Regions from separate parts of the Zea mays genome. Here all the other regions are linked to region 1. A link is a contact called in public Hi-C data. All regions are on one chromosome and are shown on one strand. Each heading gives the region's core, a stretch centred on a gene start, on an enhancer-like site or on the middle of the called end of the contact. The rest is flanking DNA. Distances are from core to core; before and after follow the strand shown.

Region 1 (5,408 bases), core at 2,142-4,641:
AGCTGATCAGCAAGTGCCAAGTGCAGCTTCTGCACCGCCCGCCTAACAAGGAAGCCGCACACTGCGGCTTGCAGGCGCACCACAGCCTGCTCATGTGATGACGGCCATGGGGTGGCCCTGGAGGCCACAGCAAGGTGCTTCTCCCCACGAAGGGACTGTACCTGGCGGCGTGCCAGGAACCCTCGCGCTGCCGCCTGAAGCCGCACCGCTGCTTGGAGTTCCTTCTCTGTCTTCTCCTTGTAGCGGTGGAACATCACAACGAATTGATCCCACTTCTCTTCGAGCCGAGTGAATGCATCTGGAGTTGGAGAGGGCGGGTGGGAGGGCGTTGCGGTGGCAAATGGCGCGGCGGCTGGTGGTGGTGAGGGATGGGCGGCTGGTGGTGGTGAGGATAACCTGGAGCTGATACCAGGTGTCATGGACCTTCGGTCCATGGGGATAGCTGTCTTCTCCGGCGAGGTTATACCCCTCTGCCGCAGGCTTGGTTCTAGGGTAGCAGCCCTAGGCGCTTGAGAGGGTCATTGCAAGAGAGAGATTGGTTTGATAATGATCTTGCTTGATTTATTCCCTGCTGCCATGCGGCTTATAAATAGCCCTATGGCTAACCAACTTCTCCTACAAACTCTCAACTAACTCCTACTTTCTTGGACTTATCTGATGCTAACCAACTCTCCACAATTCTCTCATTTCAATCTTATTCTCTAACCTTATCCCAGCTCATCTCAATCTTATTCTCTAGCCTTATTCCAGCTTGGCTGTTGCCTCTCGCTCCCTATTATGCCCATGACAGATGGAGACCTGGAGTGACATGTGTACAACTACCTGGATCCCATGGCGTAGACCGGCGAGTGCCGAGACCTGGGAGTGGCCACAACAACGACCTGCGAAGACGCCCTCGTGGAGGCCGGTCCAAAAGGAATCCAACTAGTGAGGCACACATTCAGTCCAAACCATTGTCATGCACAGAAAAATCCAGTCTAGTCCAGTGTCTCATCAATCCAAATCCAATCCAATCATCCAAATACATTCGTCCTCGAGGGTACCCACCGTCTCAGCAGCCTGTTTTAGCTTGCTGGCATCACCGACTGAGTTTGACATCTCCAGGGACAAGCAGAGATGCAGTGGCACGCTGTCATGGACGAGCTGCTACACGCCTCCGCTCGCACGGCCTAACCAGGTGGTCTTCCAGTACCATATGATCCAACACCCGGGGCCATGAGACAATGACGATTTAAGACAGAGCGCATCAATGCCGGACATGGCAGAGACGGCCAAGCTATGCTGGTACACAAGCTACACTCCATTCGAGGCATGGTTCGGCAAGCTGGAGAAGCATATCAGTACACACTTTTTAGGCGGCAGGGCGGCAGGCATCACTGCAGTAGCAGGAACAGCTGGAGGAAGGCCACCGTGAGCATCCACTCGAAGCTGGAGATGCACACGGTGAAGGTGCCGCTGCCCACATGGGAGAGGCACCGGGAGGAGGGGAGAGGTCCAATGGATATTTGGATATCCAGCCTTCTATCCAATCCAATCCAATCCTGTTTGGATCTCATGGCAATGAATGTCCTGGTCTAAACAACATCCATTCAATTAAATCAAAAGCGGGTTGAATCCATTTGGATTTTGGATGATCCAAATCCATTTTCAGGTATAATTGAGATTTACTTTTCGGTAAACTGATTTTAATGTGTAGCTGTGAAATTTAGAATCAACAAACAAGTGATGAGCAGATTATTATGTACTGTGGGAAGCTGTGAAATTTAGAATCAACAAACAAGTGATGAGCAGATAAATATGTACTGTGGGCAGCAACTCATGTTATGTATGTTAGAAATCCAAAGCCTACTTTTAAGTCTAGGCTTCACTGTATATTTCAACAAGAATTGCAGCAAGTTTCTTTCTCTCTACGACTTCCCAACTTAACCACGATGACAGATGCATTATGCATTGTCCAAATATGATTACCTTGCTTGTTGCAGTCTAATAACTTCCTTTCATTTGCATTGTCTTTGCTGCTGCTCACTTCGATGTTTTGATGTGTTTAGGTACAATGTGGTCTACCGGAACTAGAAAAGGAAGTTGACGAAAAGATAGACCAGTTCAGTGCATGGGTGGAGAAACACCCAAACCGCAGAAGCCAGGTCTGAAGTACAACAATTAGACATATGCTGCGTTTTACTTCTGTTGCTGCTGAACTATGTTATCTTCTGATTAAGATAAGTGGCTTACCTTCCCTGAATATCTCAGATCTGCCTCTCCTTTTTCGACGAGAAACACAGACACCCTGGTTGGTTTGTCAACAAAACAGAGCGCATCTATTGGGAGCAATGGTTCATCAATTTGCAAGTCATGTTCCCCAAAAGATACAGCAAGTCAAACAGCTCCAAAGGGCTGACAAACATCCAAGGTAATTTTGTTAACTAAAGTTTCACAGACGTCATGAGGCTACCATAAGCATATAGAATGTAGCAGTAACATTTTGTGCAATATGCTCCTAGCAAATGCCGTGGAGGAGACCAGCACAAGGCGTGCTGCATTGGAGGCGTCGATTAACGAAGTGCTGTTCCAGATCATAAAGTTCGCCAACGAGAAAAAGGACCACATTCCTGCTATCCCTGACAGGATTTTCAATCACGAGATCATGATCCCAAGGTGAGTGATATATTTGATATTGGTCGGCCTGTGATAAGGCCCATCCTTAGTTAGCCTAAACAATTTTTTTGTTTTGTTAAGATTCTCTACATATATCTCGATCAACAGGTGACCCCTTTTCCTTGGACGTGTTGACAGCTCGGATTCTGTATTTGGATGGAACACGGACGTCATTCGCAGAGTTCTGAATAGCGGGCACCCATACTCGCTTTAACTGAAGACGACATCTCAGTGGGCGCCCGTATTCAGTTTATTAGCGTGCTGCCGCCCTCTCTGGAAGACGGCTCTGTTAACCATCGTGGTGAACCATATAATATGCTTAGGGAAAACCTAGTTCTGTGTACATAACCCTGCTCATCTGGCTTGTACATACTGTGTTGGGATCTTGCTCATCGGTCAAACATTCTTAAGTTTGATTAAGTTTATAAAGAACAATATTATGATTCTAAATAAGTTTATCATGTAAAAGTATTTTTCATGATTGATACTTATTGCGAAGCATCTCGGGAGTGAGTTAGGTGGTTCGAGTAACATTCCTTAAGTCTTGAATTCGAATTTTAGACTAGGGTTAACGAAATTCTCTTGTTTGTCCTACATTAAAGCAAGTCTAAATTTTGGTCCTGGTTCTGATCGTTGACATACAGGCTAAGGTGATGCTATGTAAGCACAAGTCTAAGTTTTGGTCCTGGTTCTGATCGTTGACATACATGGTAAGGTGATGTTATGTATGGGTAGAGCACTGACCTATGGGATGGGTAGAGCACTGGCGTATGGGCTGGGCTGCTGTGTATGGGCGTGGTAGGAGTTGGAGGTTTTTGAGATCTTAATACAATTAACGGTGACTGTCTTATCTTCTACATGTCATATTTTTTATTAATACTTATTTAATATTATAAAATACTCTCTTTGTTATAAATTATAATTCGTTTGACTTTTTTTATCAAGTTTGACCGGCTTGTCTTATTCAAAATTTTTGTGAAATGTTTTGAATAAGACAAGCCAGTCAAATTTATAAAAAAATCAAACAAATTATAAATTGGAACGGAAGGAGTATTAGTATTTTTTTTAAATATATTTGGCTAAACTTAAACCTGTTTAACTTTTTGCAAAGCAATAGTTGTTTTGTTTTTGTGTTTGAGGGAGTATAATTTATGGACTCTCCATGGTCTATATATTTTTGGTTGAACAAAAATGTAGCAGACTGATCTACAGATTGAAGCTTCTTCGGATGATAAATAGATGATGTGGAATTGGGTTTTCCAGGGTTCCTCGGTCTGCCGGGGCCTGACCTAATCGTCCAAGGCATCTTGGAGGTCGCTTTAGCTCAAAGCAGATATCTTTTTGATCTTCGAGGACACTTAGAACTTAGGAGGTGTTTGAGTGCACTAGAACTAATAGTTAATGGCTAAAATTAGTTAAGACATCCAAACATCTTAACTAATAGTTTAGCTATTTTTATAGATTAGTTAAGAGTTAGATAGTTAATTATAGTTAGTTAATTTCACTAACAATTTTTAGCCAACTAACTATTAGTTCTAGAACATTCAAACACCGCTCTCAGATTTGCTTAACTATGTTTAGGCTTAGGGGCCCTTTCGAACACAAAAAACATTGGAATTATACTGAAATTTTACAGGAATATATTTAGAGATGGCAATGGGCCATGATCACTGATTCCCCGAGGGAATTCTTTCGTTAGGGTTTGTTCGGTTACGCCAATCCAGAATGAGATTGGAGGGGCCATCCAATCTGCTTCTAGATTGTGTAACCGAACAAGCTCTTAGGGGATTGGAAAGTTTCTTCCTCCATGGGATGTAAGCAGAGAAAATTCTTTCTCCGACGGATAAACAGGAATGAGGACAGAAAAGCATTTCCTATCACTGCTCTTCGCGGGACCTGTTAAACTTGTATGTACGATATTTTCGTATACTAGTTAAACTTATTGTACAAATATATTTATTTTGATGTTTCTTATATTTAACAATATATATAAGTAAAAATGTTTTGCATTAATAACAAGAGATGTATGTCTTATTTATAATTTAAACTAAGACGAGGATCTTCGTTGGGATTTATCCCCATATAGAACTTTTAGGCTAGTTTGGGAACCTCAATTTTCCAAGGGATTTTCATTTTTCCAAAGGAAATTAGTTTATTTTTCCATGGGAAAACATAAATCCCTTGAGAAATTGGTATTCCCAAACTAGCCCTTATATGAGTTCTAATGCATTCTGTTAAGCGTTCGTGAGAACTGTGGGAATTTTTTTTCGTCGTAGTTACTAGGGGTGGATAACGAGCGAGCTCGGCTCGTCCGAGTTCGAGCTGGCTCGTTAAGCTAACGAGCGAGCTCGACTCGTTAAGGTAACGAGCCACATAGTCAGCTCGGCTCTGCTCGTTTACGAGCTCGAGCTGGCTCGTTTAGCTCGCGAGCGAGAGCAGAAAAAATAATATGTACATACTAATTATTTTTTAGTTAATTTCAAACTAACTTAACAATAGAAAATAGTAATTATACTCATAGTTTCACAAACCACGTCAATGTAATACTAAAGTAATACAATTCATCACTTATTAATTCACTATTCACATACATGTTCATCAGTTTAACCCATAATTATATTTGCATAGACCAAATTAACACATAGACATAGTTCATTAATCATTTGTTTAATTCATAGGCCATAAATACCTCACATATATATAACATGTTTATCAATTATTGTATAAATGATATGCATATAGTTTCGTTTTGC
Region 2 (4,804 bases), core at 1,152-3,651, 270 kb after region 1:
AAAGAAGGCACCATTATGGTTTCCATTTGAAGAAGAAATTTCATTAGGTGGAACCCCTTCTTTAGAATAGGATTCATCAGTGGCAACTTGAGAGTCTGATCTAGTTTCCAGGCCAGGCACAGTCATCAATTTTTGCATGAACACTCTAGCATCCATGTTGTAGGCGAATATATAGTCCTCCACCTTGTTAATCTTTGCATTAGTTCTTAGATAATGAACACTATCTGGATTCAAGTCATTTGCATATACAACACAACCTTTCTGAGCAGACGGGATTGAAAATGGACCTATACCAGCAAACATGTCACATATAACATCTCCTTTCTTGAACAGGGAAACTAATCTGATATGCTCATGCTCGAGTCTTGAATTCCAGTAGACCAAACCATAATCAAGTCTGAATGTTGCACCATATTGTTTAATTTCAGTAACCATATCATTTTTCCCTGCTAAGATCTCAAACTTCGGGACTCTAAATTCATTTGTTATTGTCCCCACTTTATTCACCACGGTCTGAATCCTTGGATAATTTTTCTGCATATAGATATGATATTGAATGATTAGTGAATTATTAAGCAAGCAACATAGTTTATGATGTTTTCAGATATTCTGATCATCAATAAATCAACAAAGTTAGGCAGCAAAATTTCACATATGTTCATGATATTATCTAATGTTTCCAGTGTTAACTGCTCACAGTGTCAATTCATTTAATACTACTTCGTGTCAATGCAAGTTCCCATCAACCAGCATTGAAGAAATGAAGAGTACGATAAATTGACAACATTTCTAAATCTGTACAAGGCAATCTGCAGAGCTTGCAAGTTTGGTTATGAACCCCTTTTTGGAACATTTTTTGTACAAAATATATATGGCATATGCGTCCTGCATGCATGGTGTTGTGATTTGTGAATCAGAGAGTCTAAGAATATATAAAGCGAGCAAGTTACTAAGAAAAAGAAGTACGTAGAAGTGTGCTTACGTCATAGATAACCTTTGCTATGACATCTTTATATGCTAGCAAGTCATCAGATATGTTCAGATGAGCAACATGACCTGCAGACATCATACAAAAAATATTTAAAAAGAGATAACAACAAAATCAAGAAAAGTATCATCAAGTTTAGTATACTTAACAATTGTCTCAAACGAAGAGGGTACCTCCACTCCAGCAGGCAGGATTCGCTTCAAAATGTGATCTATCAGAAATTTAAAAAAAAACATTGATCAAACCCATAATATTAAAAAATTTAAAAATGGTTGAACTGGTTTTGTCAGCTCAAAACTCATCAATAAAGGAAAAGGCAAATGTCGATGACAATTAATAAGCAGCAATGGGTGAATTATGGCACCCTTTTTAGTAAAGAAGACTTAAAACTTCATAGAAAATTTATAGAACAAAAGAATATGGAAGATATGTACCACAAAGTCGAACGATACTAAAACATAACAGAAATCAGATTATAAAGAAAAGATCTTAAACAGACCTGCACTCCAATATGAATAACCTAGGGTCAATGTGTAAGGTACAACTTCAACATTGCATAGTTGCTTCAATGAATCAAGCGCCTGCTGTGACATGTCAGATAAATCTGCACACCAAAACATTAACACGGGTAAGTCATTATCCTTTAAATACCAAGAGACTGATCAGGACAGAAAATTGTGTTGCAAGAGTCAGAGATTTCTGAAGCCACAGGAACATTTCAAATAGCCTTATATTATAGTTCAATGGAGTAATGTGCTGGCTATTCCAACATGATTTGGTGACGTGGCGCTGCAATGTTTGCTCAGTTAATAGTGTAATTTTTTTGCAACTGACAGAGCCCATCCTAAGAGTAACATACCGGGCTTCTGAATCCTTTCAGACAGTATGACGAGCCGGTTCTTGTCGCCCTCGGGGTCCTCAACTACAGGTTTAACCCTTGGCTTGTCGAGCAGATAACTAAAATCACAGATGGGGAAGGGAAATGAGCCCCCAATTAGTCGTTGACGCAACGGATACTATAACTAAGTTATCCGTTCGTTTTTCATGTTCCTACCAGATTAATTGGATTGGAACCTGGAACAAGGGAGAAACGTTACCCGGAGCGAAGGAGGCGGGTAACTGCGGAGGCGAGCTCACGGGGGATGCGGAGCGCCAAGAGCTCTAACCGCTGCTCGAACTTGCTCTCATCCAGCTTCTCCATAGCCCCTCTCCGGCTCTCCCTCTCTTTCTCTCTCACACACTCTCTCTCTCTTGAACTCCTCCCTCTGGCTGGAGGTTTCTAGGGTTTTGGCCGCTGGGGAATCGGGAAACGGAGCGGGCGTGGCGGTGGCCGCTGGGTGGCGTTTGGGTCGTCCGAATTTTTTTTTAACTTTAGCTATTAAGTTTGACTGATGGACGACTTAATTTCTTTTTTAGACGTTTTGCTCGACGTCAAGGCTGGTGACGTTGGGTAAACATGTCTCGACGGCACGCTGATAATTGATGTGATCTATTTCTACGCCTCACGATTGTGGCGCCGAACTAGACAATGGCTGATTGGATAAGGAGAAGAAACGGATTTCACAGGAAAGGGTGCGTGCTTTTGAAAGGCTTCCTGTGCGACCGTGCCTGACATCTCCCTGACGCAACTACAACACACAACCTCCCTGACAGCTTGATATCATGGAGCACCACGCTACAGCATATAGACAGTTTTTTTATATATGGAAGCCGGTTTAAAATGACAATAATGAGACTATCCACGTCACTTGTAGGTATGAGTGCTTTGAGTAGGACTTATGCTTCTTAAACCGTCGTTATTAGCATGTAGGGTATAATTTTTTATTCTTTTGTTTTAAAGATATTAGATGGTTATACATCCTTTTTCGATCATCTTATATACCGTATTTTTTATCTACGTGCCGACGTCTGACACTATCACGCTGACACATACATATGTACCCATGCATGTTCGGCAGAGGCAACTGGGAGACCATTGCCTAGGTCGGTTCCAAAATCTATGCATCGAGCTAGGTCACATGAGCTGACAGCGTGTATCGAGATACCATCGCATTAGGTACCTCGACGCCATGGCTTATGACGCGAGACATGTTTGAGCGCTATGAGCCATAACACCGAGAAATAGGTCAAAACAACGACATTAAATCGGGTCAAACGTAAATTTTTTTCTGAAAAGGGCTAAAATAAAAAAATCGGCTTGGATTGTGGGATATCGGTGGAAATTATATCAGCTGTTTGGGTCGTGGTTCATGAGAACGAGAAATAAACACGGAAGAGGATATGGAAATAGACCTTTTTCCATAAATCGTATTAGATCATCTTCATCAACATGACCTATAAAAATGTTTTATAGTTTAAAAATAAGTATATTTTTATAGAAAATAAGGCACCAACAAAATATTATGATCTAACAGTAAAGTCTTAAATCTAAATTATAGGGCAGACCACTACGGTTTAGTATATTTGATGTACTTGAGATGGTGCCCTATATTTTTTAATCAAATTTTATAAAATAAGGCATTATTGGAGTAATTTTTTTTCTTTATATAGCCCTATATTTCAATTTGAGACATCAGTTTGAGGCATTGTTGGAGATGCTCTTAGAGCAATTTCAGGAGACTTTCTATATCCTTCCTAATTAATATGAATAGAATTTTTTTTGTAGAAAAAATGTCTTCCACCAGCTTATTTAAATAGTTATCCAAATACAGTTATCTTCTATTCTGGGTTTATCGCTAGCAAAAAATAGAAAATACGAATGACTCTAGAGTGAAAACAATATATAGACAAGTTGTTAGAGATTAGAAAGATATACAAAGTAGTTTTTATGCAAACGACTCTCCAAATGATAATTTAGAGAATGAAATTTAGAAAGACTCTTGGAGACACTTTTGGAGAAGTAAAAAAATACACAATTCAAAGAAAATAAATAAATTGTAAAAACTTTTAAAAATAAAAACTACATATCTCATAAAAATGGTATAATATTATTCCTCGTATTTTTTCACCTCTTTTATATTTTCTTTATCATCTAACTGTAATTGTTTGGTCGGTTTTTTCATGGTAAGTTTATGGTCCTTTTTATGTCATTGTTCGTATCAGGGTTGGACTGATCTAGCAAACAATATTGGCTCGTCCTATAGATTTTGTTCAACATGCTCCTCTCCATGATAGAGGATTCATTGACACTCATTTCTGGTTCCTTCCCTTTGCTTTGTGTTCTGTAACACCCTTATTTTTGGGTATAAAAATTTCTGTGCTCTTTACTCAAAATTCAGGTGTCTTCACTTTTCTTTTCCCTTTATCAAAACATTAGAGAATTATTTTGGTTCTATATTGGCGAGAGCCCTAAAAATGCCATTATTGTTGCATTCTTGCTGTTGCACAGTGTTTCTAAGTGAAATAAGTGTTTGAAACATGTTAATATATCTTGTAGAAGTCTCCCATAAAATTTCATATTTTTCTAAATATTTTTCTATTTTTCAAAATTTAAAACCTATTTATTTGAGGTACTTAAAAACATTTTTCAAAAGTTCTAAATATGTTTTTTGAGTTTATTGGGTGCCAAATCATGTCTAAGAATTTTTCCTATAATTTTTGGAACCTTCAAGATATTTTTCGGATATTAAAAATGACTTCAGACATTTTTTGAAATTACATTTAATTTTAAAAATAAGATAATTACGAAAAATAAATATCTTTAAACCCTAGCAATATATATATGGTTGGAATCCTCTCATCGATCCCTTTCCGAATTCGAAACCCCACCCCCAATCTAGATCTGAAACTGCCGAAATTGCTCGCCGAAGTTCGGGA
Region 3 (5,145 bases), core at 2,185-4,684, 360 kb after region 1:
CCACTGCCTACCACTGGACTGTTCGGTGTGACACAGAAAGCTGTTGTTTCTTCTCCAACGGCTAGTTTCGAGTTGGGGCCTATATATACTTCACCCAACCGGTCATTTAAGGGTGGGAGAGATCAAGCAACATACCAACACTTGTTATAGACATTTTTAAGTGCTCAAACACACAAGTACTTAATAGAATCACTCGGTGATTAGCGTAGGTGCTTTGCGAAGTGCTTAGGTTAGTTAGACCGCTAGTGCGCTTGCTTTCGGTGATCCCTATTTAGTTGAGTGAGTTTAAAAACCCCACATAACCACTCGGCTCTTATGCGAGCCCTAATAATATTATACCAGTGGGTCGAGAGTCTTACGAGACAGTGACAACCGAGTTTGTGTCACGGCCGCCATCGTGTACCGGAGGAAACGAGGTCCACGACGTTTCGGCCAGAAGCGGAGCACCACTTGCGTGTGGAGAAGACCGACTGCTCTCTACGGAGTTACTCACCCGTGGTGCTTGGCCCTTGCGTGGGCTACCCTTTGCGTGGAGGAACCAACGAGGATTAGTCGAGATCTTGCGTGATTCCGGATACCTCGGTAAAAACATTAGCGTCATACACAGGAGTTTGCATCTCTACCTTTGCTCTTTACTTTCTACATTTACATTAAGTACTTAAGTTTTATTCTCTCCTTTCTAGTTAGAATATTTAGGATTGGATTAGGTTACAAAAATGTTTTGCAGTAGAGATAGCAACACTTAGTCAAAGTCTAGTTTACACAATGTAGTTTATATTTTTTGGATAGGTTTTGTTCTATAGATTTATTTGTGGCCTAGTTTAGAGTGAAGTTTTTAGAAATTCTAATTCACCCCCTTAGACATCATCGTCTCTTACAACTTACGTGAATAAAAAATGGTGGATGGGCAGATAGGAGACTTTTTTTTTTTGAAAATGGAAACAAGTTCTAGCCTTTTGCAAATTCATGCATAGTACAAAAAAAACCACGAAAAGAAAACAATTATCTGATTGAAACCATAAACAAAACTAAGCAGCCACAGTCCTAGCATTAGATCGCCACCCATAGCATGGGAAGATCTCCATGGCCACCCCCTCAAAGGAATGACAGACATCAAGAACTTTTGGATGAGAATCTTGTTTTTGCAACAATCTCTAAAATCGGAGCCAATGTGTTTCTCTAAAAATGACTTGTAGAATGGACCATATTGGTTTAAGATTAAAAACTTTATTACAGAAAAGCCAAGTAAACCAAAACATTGCTGCTACTCCAATTAAAAATTTCTTCTGTGTCATTTCTTTGTTGGATTACCAAGCCCCTATAATATGATTAATACTATAAGATTTGTCTACATGGAATACAAAGAAAATGGTTCTCCAAATATTTCTAGCAATATAACAATCAAATAAAAGACAACGAATACTCTCGTTATGTTTACAGTTCAAAATTTCCAACCACATTCATTTTGCATGGTTATCTTCATTGAGGATTACACCCCTCCATAAAAACACAAGAAATTTTTATTTTTTAGGGAGATCTTTAGCTTCCAAAGGAGAGAAAAGTCTATTTTGTTGAGCCCCCAAAGAAAACTCTCTCGAGTACAAATCAGCTGTGGCCAACAAATTTTGCCACTGAACAAATTTTTCTCCACTCACCACATTAAAAAGATTTAGATATTACTCTTTTAGCGATATATTCAAAGGTCATCCATACACAAACCACCTTAGCCATCAACTATCTAAAATTGACCCTGATTAAAAAAATTCATCTTTAATCTTCATGAGGTGCATAGCAAATACTTGTTTTTGAGAATTTGATGTCAAACTTCATCCTTATTGATGATCATTTGCTAAGTAAGCAAATATTATTGGTAGCTAGGTTAGCAACACCTAAACCAACAAAGTCTTTTATTTGACAAATAATTTTGTAGCTACAGACAGGGAATTTAGAAGACTTGGATGCTTGATTTTTCTTATTTCCATTTAATTTTAAGTTCTGTGGAAGATGCTGTACGGTAATGCGTGCTTGCTCGCCAACAAACCGACGGATCTTGAGATAACCCAGTTGACGTTCAGATGTTGATGCCACTAAAAAGTGTTTCCCCAGTAACCGCAACGTATCTAACAACTATGAATTTGTTTTGGGAAGCATAAGCCAATTTCAAACATCGATGCTTTGACAATTGTATATTCATCTCATGCATTGATGATTAATGCATCGAGGAATTGCATTCCATGTGATAAATCTCCAAAGGCTAGATAGTTCAAAACAATTTAGATTATAGTCAGAACATATTATAATCTCAAATCCTAAACTCGTACGAGTACCATTTAGCATTTAAAACCTAAAGCAAAGGCTAGATAGTTCAAAACAATTTAGATTATATGGTCAGAACATACTATAATCTAAACCCTAAACTCGTACGAGTACCATTTAGCATTTAAAACCTAAAGCATTTATAGCCTGTACTAATGGAATTATTTTAATTTTAACCGTTCTTCATTTGAGCATAATCATCTCGGATATCAACCAACAAGGAAGAATAATACTAAACTTTACGCAAAATCAGAAACAAATTCTATAAGACACGGCTCAAACACATGTTTCCAAAAAATCCTCCACGAGATCAGAGCGCAAGCCTCCCTCGCGGACGAGATCTCTGGGTACATCCCTCTCGCAAACGAAGAAATTGCCACAAAACATGGAGAGGTTTTGGGACAGAGTGCGTTTGCTGTGCTCGAACATCAACGAAACACAACCCAAAAAGGACGAACAGTTCTTTCTTTTAGAAAGTAGTAGAAAAGATGTGCCAGCCGAAAGGGCCCAGAAAATCACCGAGGGTGTCAGATCCAGGTGAGTTTAAGCTGGCTCGGATTCAATCTCGCAAGATGGCAGTATGATTGCCGATTGCCTGAACCGGATCCAGTTCAAGGTCCAAACAAGAAGCTGATCTTGCAAACCACACACGATTTTTGTCTAGATCAACGAAAAATTCAACACAAAACCACTAATATGGCGCAATCAATGAAAAAACAACACAAAAGGATTGCCAAGCTTAACGGTTCACAAAAGCTAGAAGGGAACGGAAACACGTCGACCAATCGAGTTTGGAGAATCGAGGATGGCGGCGCCGGCGAGGTGAAGGGTTTCGGCCAGTAGAGGGGATATATATGCGCACGGGCACGAGGGTTCCTGATTAGGGTTATCACGTGCTGACTTGGGCCGGCCCAATGTTAGCTCACATGGAAACAATGGGCCGAGCGGGGAGTGTGCACAGTTCAGGAACGGCCCGTTGAAAGGCTAAAAAAAATACTAATCGAACGGGTTTCCCGAGCCGAGCCGAAGCCGATCCAAAATCCGACCGTTGCCAAGAGCGCTCCCCTACCCTTTTTCCCCTCCTCGCAGTCGCAGCAGCAGCGCACACCAGAAAAGCTTTTCTGCCTCCTCTCCACCTTGCTTCCCGCAACTACCACGCACGCCGAATACTTGGCAAGAAGAAACCCTTTCTCGTCCCGTTGAACTGGCGCCGTCGACTCCACCGGGGCACGCTGTCGCGGGTTGCTCTCCGGTCCTCGTTCTCCTTGCTGCTGAATCCGCTAGTGGAGATCGACCTGATTTCTCCTGTCCTGGTAAACCCTAGCGCTCTCCCCCTCCATTCCTTCCTTTTTTTTTTGCCGTCATTCGCTGTGATGTGAACCACTGAAGCGAAAGCCTAACGTACTTCGGTCCGTTTGGTCTATTCTTGGGATGCCCTGTATGTGGATTTGTTCGCTGTTCCGAGCTTAGCCCTCCGTGGCCCTTCTCTTCTTGAGGGCACACAAGGTCTCAGTGGGGTTCATAATCCATCATTTAGGAGCGGTTCGAAGACTCTTTCATTGTTAATTTGTTTGCAGATGCAGATCGGATGCTTATGCAAAATGCCAGTTAGATCTTGATTGGCTTGATAGTAGAGGATATGTGCATTTTGAACTTTTGATGTTGTTGGGTTCACTAATTTAGTGGTGCTTCCGTCTATGTCATCTCAATGGAAAGTGCTATCACATAGGTGTGCAAATAAAGTCTGCACAGCCACATCACCAGGATCCTATCTAGGCACTGTCTCCCCTTGGTAAATCGTACTCCTCGGTTCTTTTTTATTTGTCACGGTTTAGTTTAAAAATGAACTATCGGGTGACAAATATTCTAGAATGGAGGTACTCGTTATGCAGTTTTGCTACATGGAATTTCATAATCGACCTCTGTAAGATGAAATGCAACTCTTCCCCTGGTTGTGTACTTCTGAATTCTGATCCAGTTTAGTATGTTTGCAGTTTAGTGGTACTTCAAATCCATATTAAATTAAGCCTCTCAGAGCTTATTTCAAATCTTGTTCAGTTTCTGTACATCAGAATTCAGAAATACCGTATAGAAGTCAGCATTTATTATTTCTATATTATGATTAGTTTCTCTTTATCAGTCAATTGGATTTTAGCCCGGCTTTCAAGGTAGAGAAAGAAGCTGTCTGGTCCATCATGGCCTTCCCAACTCCAGCTTCTGTTTTTGTTGACGAGAACCAACAGATAAATAGAGGTGAGATTGCATTTTTATCAAAAACTAATTCGTGAAAAGGATTTTTCCTGAATTAGATACATCTCTTTTATCTAAATGTTCAGGTAAGAGGGCTGCTGGATCAAGGACCAAAGGGCTGAAGCCGTCGGAGAATCCTGGGAATCTAGAGAGGAGAGCTCTTCAGGATTTGTCCAACTTTGCCAAAGGCACAGGTTTGAAGGGCACTTCCACCCTGAAAGAGAGGTCCCAGCGCAAGGCTTTTAGTAATGTGACCAACACTATTAAAGGCACTGCTTTGAAGGACAGGCCCATCACGAAAGAGAAATCTACCCAGAAACAGAGGTCACAGAACCCAGTGAAAATATTATCTGATGAAGATATCAAACTGTGTCATGAGTGGGCTAAGGATGGGGTGGAAGGGTTTCACTCAACACAAAATGATTCTCAGAAGGTTGATAAGGATCTGCTAGCCAAACGTACGATTGCTCTTGGTTCTTAAATGTGTGTATGTTTTTTTTGTCATGTCTATATATGGCTAACTGTGCATGTTATTTAGGTGTCAAGAAGAAAGTGGCGTCAGTAAACTCAGCCTTGCGT
Region 4 (5,133 bases), core at 515-3,014, 260 kb before region 1:
ACCAGGAAGCTACTTACTGAACTTCAATACTCTACACAAACGCAGAACGAGGGCGCTGGCCACCCGAATTTCTTGACTAAAAACCGCATCAAATTACAATCCTAGAAGTTCGGTAGAACAATAAACGTATGGAAGTATTTCTAGCCTAAAGACCCTTCCTACCTCACCCAAAGATGGACGCTAGCCTTAAGTGGAGATACAAGCAGGGCTCCTGGCGATGGGGATTCTTTTCTGTGGACCGCGACCAACGGACGAAGAGGCAAGCGGCGAGGTGGGCTGCTGGGCAGAGCGTGAGGTCAAGGCTGGTGACGCCAGGGGCTAGAGCGCTAGAACACCGAAAGTTCTCACTTGGAGCAGGGAGCACAGCAATGGAAAAAGGAAGGAGCACTTTGCTGCGTTGGTGCATATCACGACAGAGAAAGGTTTTGGCATACGATGCCAGCAGCTGTGTGGCAGCTCTTGTACATGGCAACAGCAGAAACTGCACAACACAAGCAGATACGTGGCCGCATTTTGATGGCTCAGGGACAGCTGGGTTGGGATAGGTGGTGGTTTTTTTTAACCAGTGCAACCAAACTTGAAGTAGCAAACAGGCTTCGGCTGACTTGTAGCCTGAGCATGCCGGCCCCCTCTGCCCAATCTGAAACCGGTCCAGTCTCCATTCGCCCAGTTAAGGATCGGCTTATAATCCTCTTCAACTACCTGCTTTTCCAATATCAAACCTCAGCCTCAGCTTGGATTGACACATTGGAACACAACAGAGGCGGGAGGATCGTTCCGCTCCCAATCTGAATTTTAAACTGTGCTCAAATCACTATACCAAGCCTAAACCTAGAACTTCCAATCAGATTTTCTCTCATTTCCCTATGCTGGCTTGATACACTTTCTTACTAGGAGCTTCTCTTCTATGATCACTCTCCAACTTTACTTTAACGGATACTAGCTAAAACTCAACAGACTTCAGGTTAGAGAGCTCCAAAGTTGGAAATCCACCAAACTACACAATTCAGCTAACTGAACTAAATTCAGCACCCTCTACCTAACAGAGCAACTTGGAATAACCTTTTCTCCCAATTCAAAGCAAGGATAGGGAGATCCTTCTCAAAAAAAATTGCTCCCCAATATTAGATCTTCAAGTTTAATGCAATGATCATCCACCAAAACTTCAAGAATTGAGACTTAGAATGGTCCAAAACTGAGAGGAATTCACGGTTTCTAAAAATTCAGCAAACTGAATTACATTTTAGATTCTGAAACTGAACTCTACACCAAACTGAACCCCCACCTTTAACTCCATTACTCCTCACAATTCCAAACAATAATAGGCCAACCTTGACTAATAAAATTTGTTTACCAAACATATCTGTACAAGTTTGCTGCAGCAGCCTTAGGTCAAAGATTCATGGATCAAGAGTTATAGTGCTCCAAAAATAGGTGGAGAACACATAAAATTCTGTTTCAGCTGACTGAAACCATATACCTGTCAGTGAAAGTTTTGTGACGTTTTATCCAATTTTTTTACACAGCAGCAATACCAATGCTTCACTGACCTTTGAGGAGTAGGGAACGAGCACCACACGACCGAGACAACCTCCGAGGAATCCGGGCCACGACGAGGGTGAGAACTGCTGTTGTGGTCACCAGACAGGGTGCTGGCGTGCAAGGGTTCAGGGCAGGCCAACAGATGAGGTTGGGGAGAGGGTTAGAACCAGAGTGGGCACAAAAACTACAACACACTCACTGTGAACCTTGACCAGAGCTTGGGGCAGGGAGAAAATTCCACTAAAGCCAAGCCCTAAGGCACTCAATATGTGAGCAAGTACCCTTAACTTGTTCACAACATAGTGGAGTACTCCCTGGGCGCCAGCACTGCACAAGATTACATACGTGTCAAACAAATACCCAACACTAGGCCAGCTCTTCAACATACACAAATATCTCCCCCTGTCCCATACTAGAGACAGTGAACAAAATGGATAAGGACTCTACTGCTCACAGCCCCCCACAACAGTCCAAACCCTAGATATTTACAGTATGGAGAGCCCCAGATCTTCAGGGATGTATCCCAACTCGAGCACATGGCTAGAGTACAGCAGAGAGAGGATCTTGTTCAGTTTCTGAAACCAAACTCTGAAGTTAACTGAAACAGCACTACTACTCCATTCCACTTCTCACTGTTTAAGCCCTTGGATCTCACAATTCCCCTTAACAACAGACCCACCTCCATTAATCAAAGATACTGTCTAACTATAGCCCTACCAACTTGGTATAGCACCCCTAGGCTGAAAACATTCATAACCATATTTATGAAGCACCAAAGTAGAGAAAAACTGCTGAAACCCCATTTTCAGCTTAACTGAAACAACACCCTACCATTCTGACAGGGAGTTTTGCAACACTCTTCTTTCTAAATTCTACACACTAGCAAGACCAACTCTGTGTATGAAACTTGTTCTTCTTGATATGGTCTTCCATTTTGCTATGGAACTGCAAACCCAAATCTCCTTGCACTATAGAGCTCCAAACTAGACACCCTTGTGCTGAATTTCAGTTTACAGTGAACTGAATACAATTCAGTTTCAGCAACCTGACAGTCCAAATTTGAGCAGCTGTTACTCAAATCTTCGTATAGGATCATGTCCATCACCTTAAAAGAATGTTATTCACCACTATATGGTCTTCACTTCCTCTACATAAACCATGGTCCAAAACTGCATCGAACAGGCAGTACACAACCCCAAAACTGCACTAAAAATATTAATTTCAGATTCAGATACTATTCCCAATCTGAAAAATTCAGAATTCTGACAGCCCCTCTTTAGTCACCTTTTTCTCCTGGTTCCAAATGATTCTAGGGCATGTTTCTCAATAAAGTTTATACTCCTATAGTTCCTCTACAAGTTTTATATAGTGACCATTAACCAAAGCCTCTTGTATTCCAAACCACACTAGCCCAAAGTTTGCATCAATTGCTGAAATTAAGACTCAGAATTTCAATGTCTGAAATCAACAATTTCTGACAGCTCTACTTTGGACTAGTTTTTCTCCAAGTTCCAAATAGCTTTAGGGCTAGATTACTTAACAAAACTTGTACTCCTCATGTGGCCCTATAACTTTGTTATAATGACCATCTTCAAACTGTTTATAAATCGAAAGTTATGAAGGCCCAAACACAGCTAGTTGATATTATTTTCAGCAAACTTCAAGTCTGATTCAAAACTGAATTAAGCTTTTTACTCCAACTTTTCCTCTAAAACTTGGAATTCTCCATACATGAAAGTTGTTCAACTTTTCAAAATATACAACTTTGATATATGGACCACTAGCAAATTCTCTCTAGATTTAAAACTCCACTTTTGGGCTAGTTGAGGGTTTCAAATGTGACTCCTTCTCATCTAGTGATTTATCAACTCAATCCATACTCCTAAAAGCCAAGTGACTCCCCTTAATCTCAAATCCAACTCTAGTATATGAAGCTCATGTCCAAAGTGTCCTTAGTTTCGAATTTGCTTTACTTAACCATCTCTTCCAAGCAAAACTCAAGTTAAGGTTTGGATTATTCCAGTTCCTTAAGTGCTTCTTCCACTTGACCATAATTCCAAAACAAGGCCACTTTGGGCTCTAAGACCTACCTTTAGCACTTAAGACTCCAAGTCAATTTGTTACTTGCTTAGAGACGACTTCTCTTCCCATGTCTCAAGCAAAGTTCTTAACCTGAGCTCTATACTCTAATACACAACACCATATTCATTGATTTTTTTGACCTAGTGAATGCATTCTAGGTGTATCAAGCAGTTAATGCAAATGCTTATGATGACATTTTAGAGTTTTAGTTAACGTAACACCAGGGGTGTTACAGCTACATTTGATGGAAGTAAGGATTAAAATACCCTGGACCATGCTATCAGTACTGCTCAAGTTGCTGAGGTGGAGGTGGAGGAGGCATCTATTGTGCTGCATCTAGAATAGGGTCATCTTGTTGATCATCGTCTGTCGCATCCTCATTGTCAAGGAAAGGAATTAGTGGCCTCTAAAAAACCAATCTCATTCTTGAAATGCTTGAAAGGGGTGTGAGCTACATCACATCTCCCTTCAAATGTTTTCTTGGATTGAATGAGGGCCATGATATAGGGAGCATAAGCCAGATTCTGGTTCTTATCCATTTTAAGTCATTCAACTGTCTCATCATGAAGAGAACCACATTCATTACCTCACCTTTCAAGACACGGTGGATTATGTTCCAGAACTTGTCCCTTATCTTCCCTTTGTCCACACTCTTAGGAACGATTGTGACCTTGGCAATCTTGTTAATAACTGCAGGATGATGCCTTATCCCTGGATCTCTCCAATCCTTCTAGGAATTCCAAGCATTACAGGCTTATAGTACTGCACATAGTCTTCAAAGATATCCTTAGTGTACATGTCAAGTCCTACCGAGATCATATTGTAATTTAGGATATTTGCTTCAACAAACTCAGCAAAGGTAGTGGAGTACCTTCTATGCCCTGTCATCCAGATGATGGACATTTCCTCTGTGTCGATCTCAGATGTGGCTAAGAACTGTCTGACCGCCATCTCATTGTAATCTGTCTTCTTTCCCATGAAGTGATTGAACCCACAAGCCTAAAACTTTGAAATCAACCCCTCCATCACAGAGACATTTTGTATATAGGTCCAGTTAATCACTTGATGTTTATGAAACTTAGTATCCATCAAGTGTCCCTAGAACACATCAAATTGCAATTGAGTGTGTAAAAACTTAATGTTGATGTCACTGGGAAGAATGTACTGATTCACAGTCCTTCTGGAAGGAAACTCTTCCATGGAGGACCTTCGCCAAGGATAGGTCCACCCAGTCACATCAATTTCCATGTCTAGGTGTAGATGTTGATCATCTTCAGGCTCAAGGGAGACATTTCCTCCAACAGATGAATAGGACTCAGTGTCAGCTGCTGGATCATAATATGCATCATTAGCTCTGTGACGCTTGGAGGAACTACTTCTAAAGCCCCCTGTCAACTACTTCTTGTGTTTACCCAGACCACTACGAATCATAAAGAATATCCAACAATCATCACAATGAATCAAGACACAAACAAAAGATGTGAAGATGTGTTGAACTGATAGTGGTCG

What was found. A called contact is a pair of places that touch in the nucleus more often than the background predicts.
Region 2: a contact with region 1 is called in a Hi-C map of ear, with 2.8 times the contacts expected there. The contact joins the promoter of LOC100274674 here to the enhancer-like site in region 1. A contact is called at or near these places in 6 of 25 Hi-C or Micro-C datasets (bundle sheath, ear, leaf and 1 more).
Region 3: a Hi-C map of ear shows a contact between it and region 1, with 2.5 times the contacts expected there. The contact joins the promoter of LOC100193981 here to the enhancer-like site in region 1. A contact is called at or near these places in 3 of 25 Hi-C or Micro-C datasets (bundle sheath, ear and leaf).
Region 4: a Hi-C map of ear shows a contact between it and region 1, with 4 times the contacts expected there. The contact joins two enhancer-like sites. A contact is called at or near these places in 6 of 25 Hi-C or Micro-C datasets (ear, leaf, tassel and 1 more).

Annotation. Positions count from the first base shown.
Region 1 is chr4:139,320,089-139,325,496 of Zm-B73-REFERENCE-NAM-5.0, reverse strand. LOC100275976 reads left to right here. Exons shown (of 8, transcript NM_001403698.1): 5 at 2,049-2,144; 6 at 2,251-2,410; 7 at 2,502-2,655; 8 at 2,794-3,154. The coding sequence ends at 2,869. Among protein-coding and RNA genes, the nearest start is that of LOC109946038, 6.6 kb to the left of the region's middle. Within about 2 kb of position 3,391, at least 13 of the 20 cell types and tissues checked have an H3K27ac peak or open chromatin away from gene starts, as enhancers often do. A contact at or near this core is called in ear and leaf, where this site is marked.
Region 2 is chr4:139,048,112-139,052,915 of Zm-B73-REFERENCE-NAM-5.0, reverse strand. LOC100274674 (tRNA (guanine(37)-N1)-methyltransferase 1) reads right to left here and starts at 2,401. Exons shown (of 11, transcript NM_001148994.2): 1 at 2,086-2,401; 2 at 1,848-1,945; 3 at 1,488-1,592; 4 at 1,137-1,199; 5 at 983-1,056; 6 at 12-534. The coding sequence starts at 2,189.
Region 3 is chr4:138,960,437-138,965,581 of Zm-B73-REFERENCE-NAM-5.0, reverse strand. It overlaps LOC100193981, which reads left to right and starts at 3,434. Exons shown (of 6, transcript NM_001139048.1): 1 at 3,434-3,629; 2 at 4,457-4,569; 3 at 4,653-5,024; 4 at 5,105-5,145. The coding sequence starts at 4,512.
Region 4 is chr4:139,578,857-139,583,989 of Zm-B73-REFERENCE-NAM-5.0, reverse strand. No RefSeq gene overlaps it. Among protein-coding and RNA genes, the nearest start is that of LOC118476954, 140 kb to the left of the region's middle. Within about 2 kb of position 1,764, at least 3 of the 20 cell types and tissues checked have an H3K27ac peak or open chromatin away from gene starts, as enhancers often do.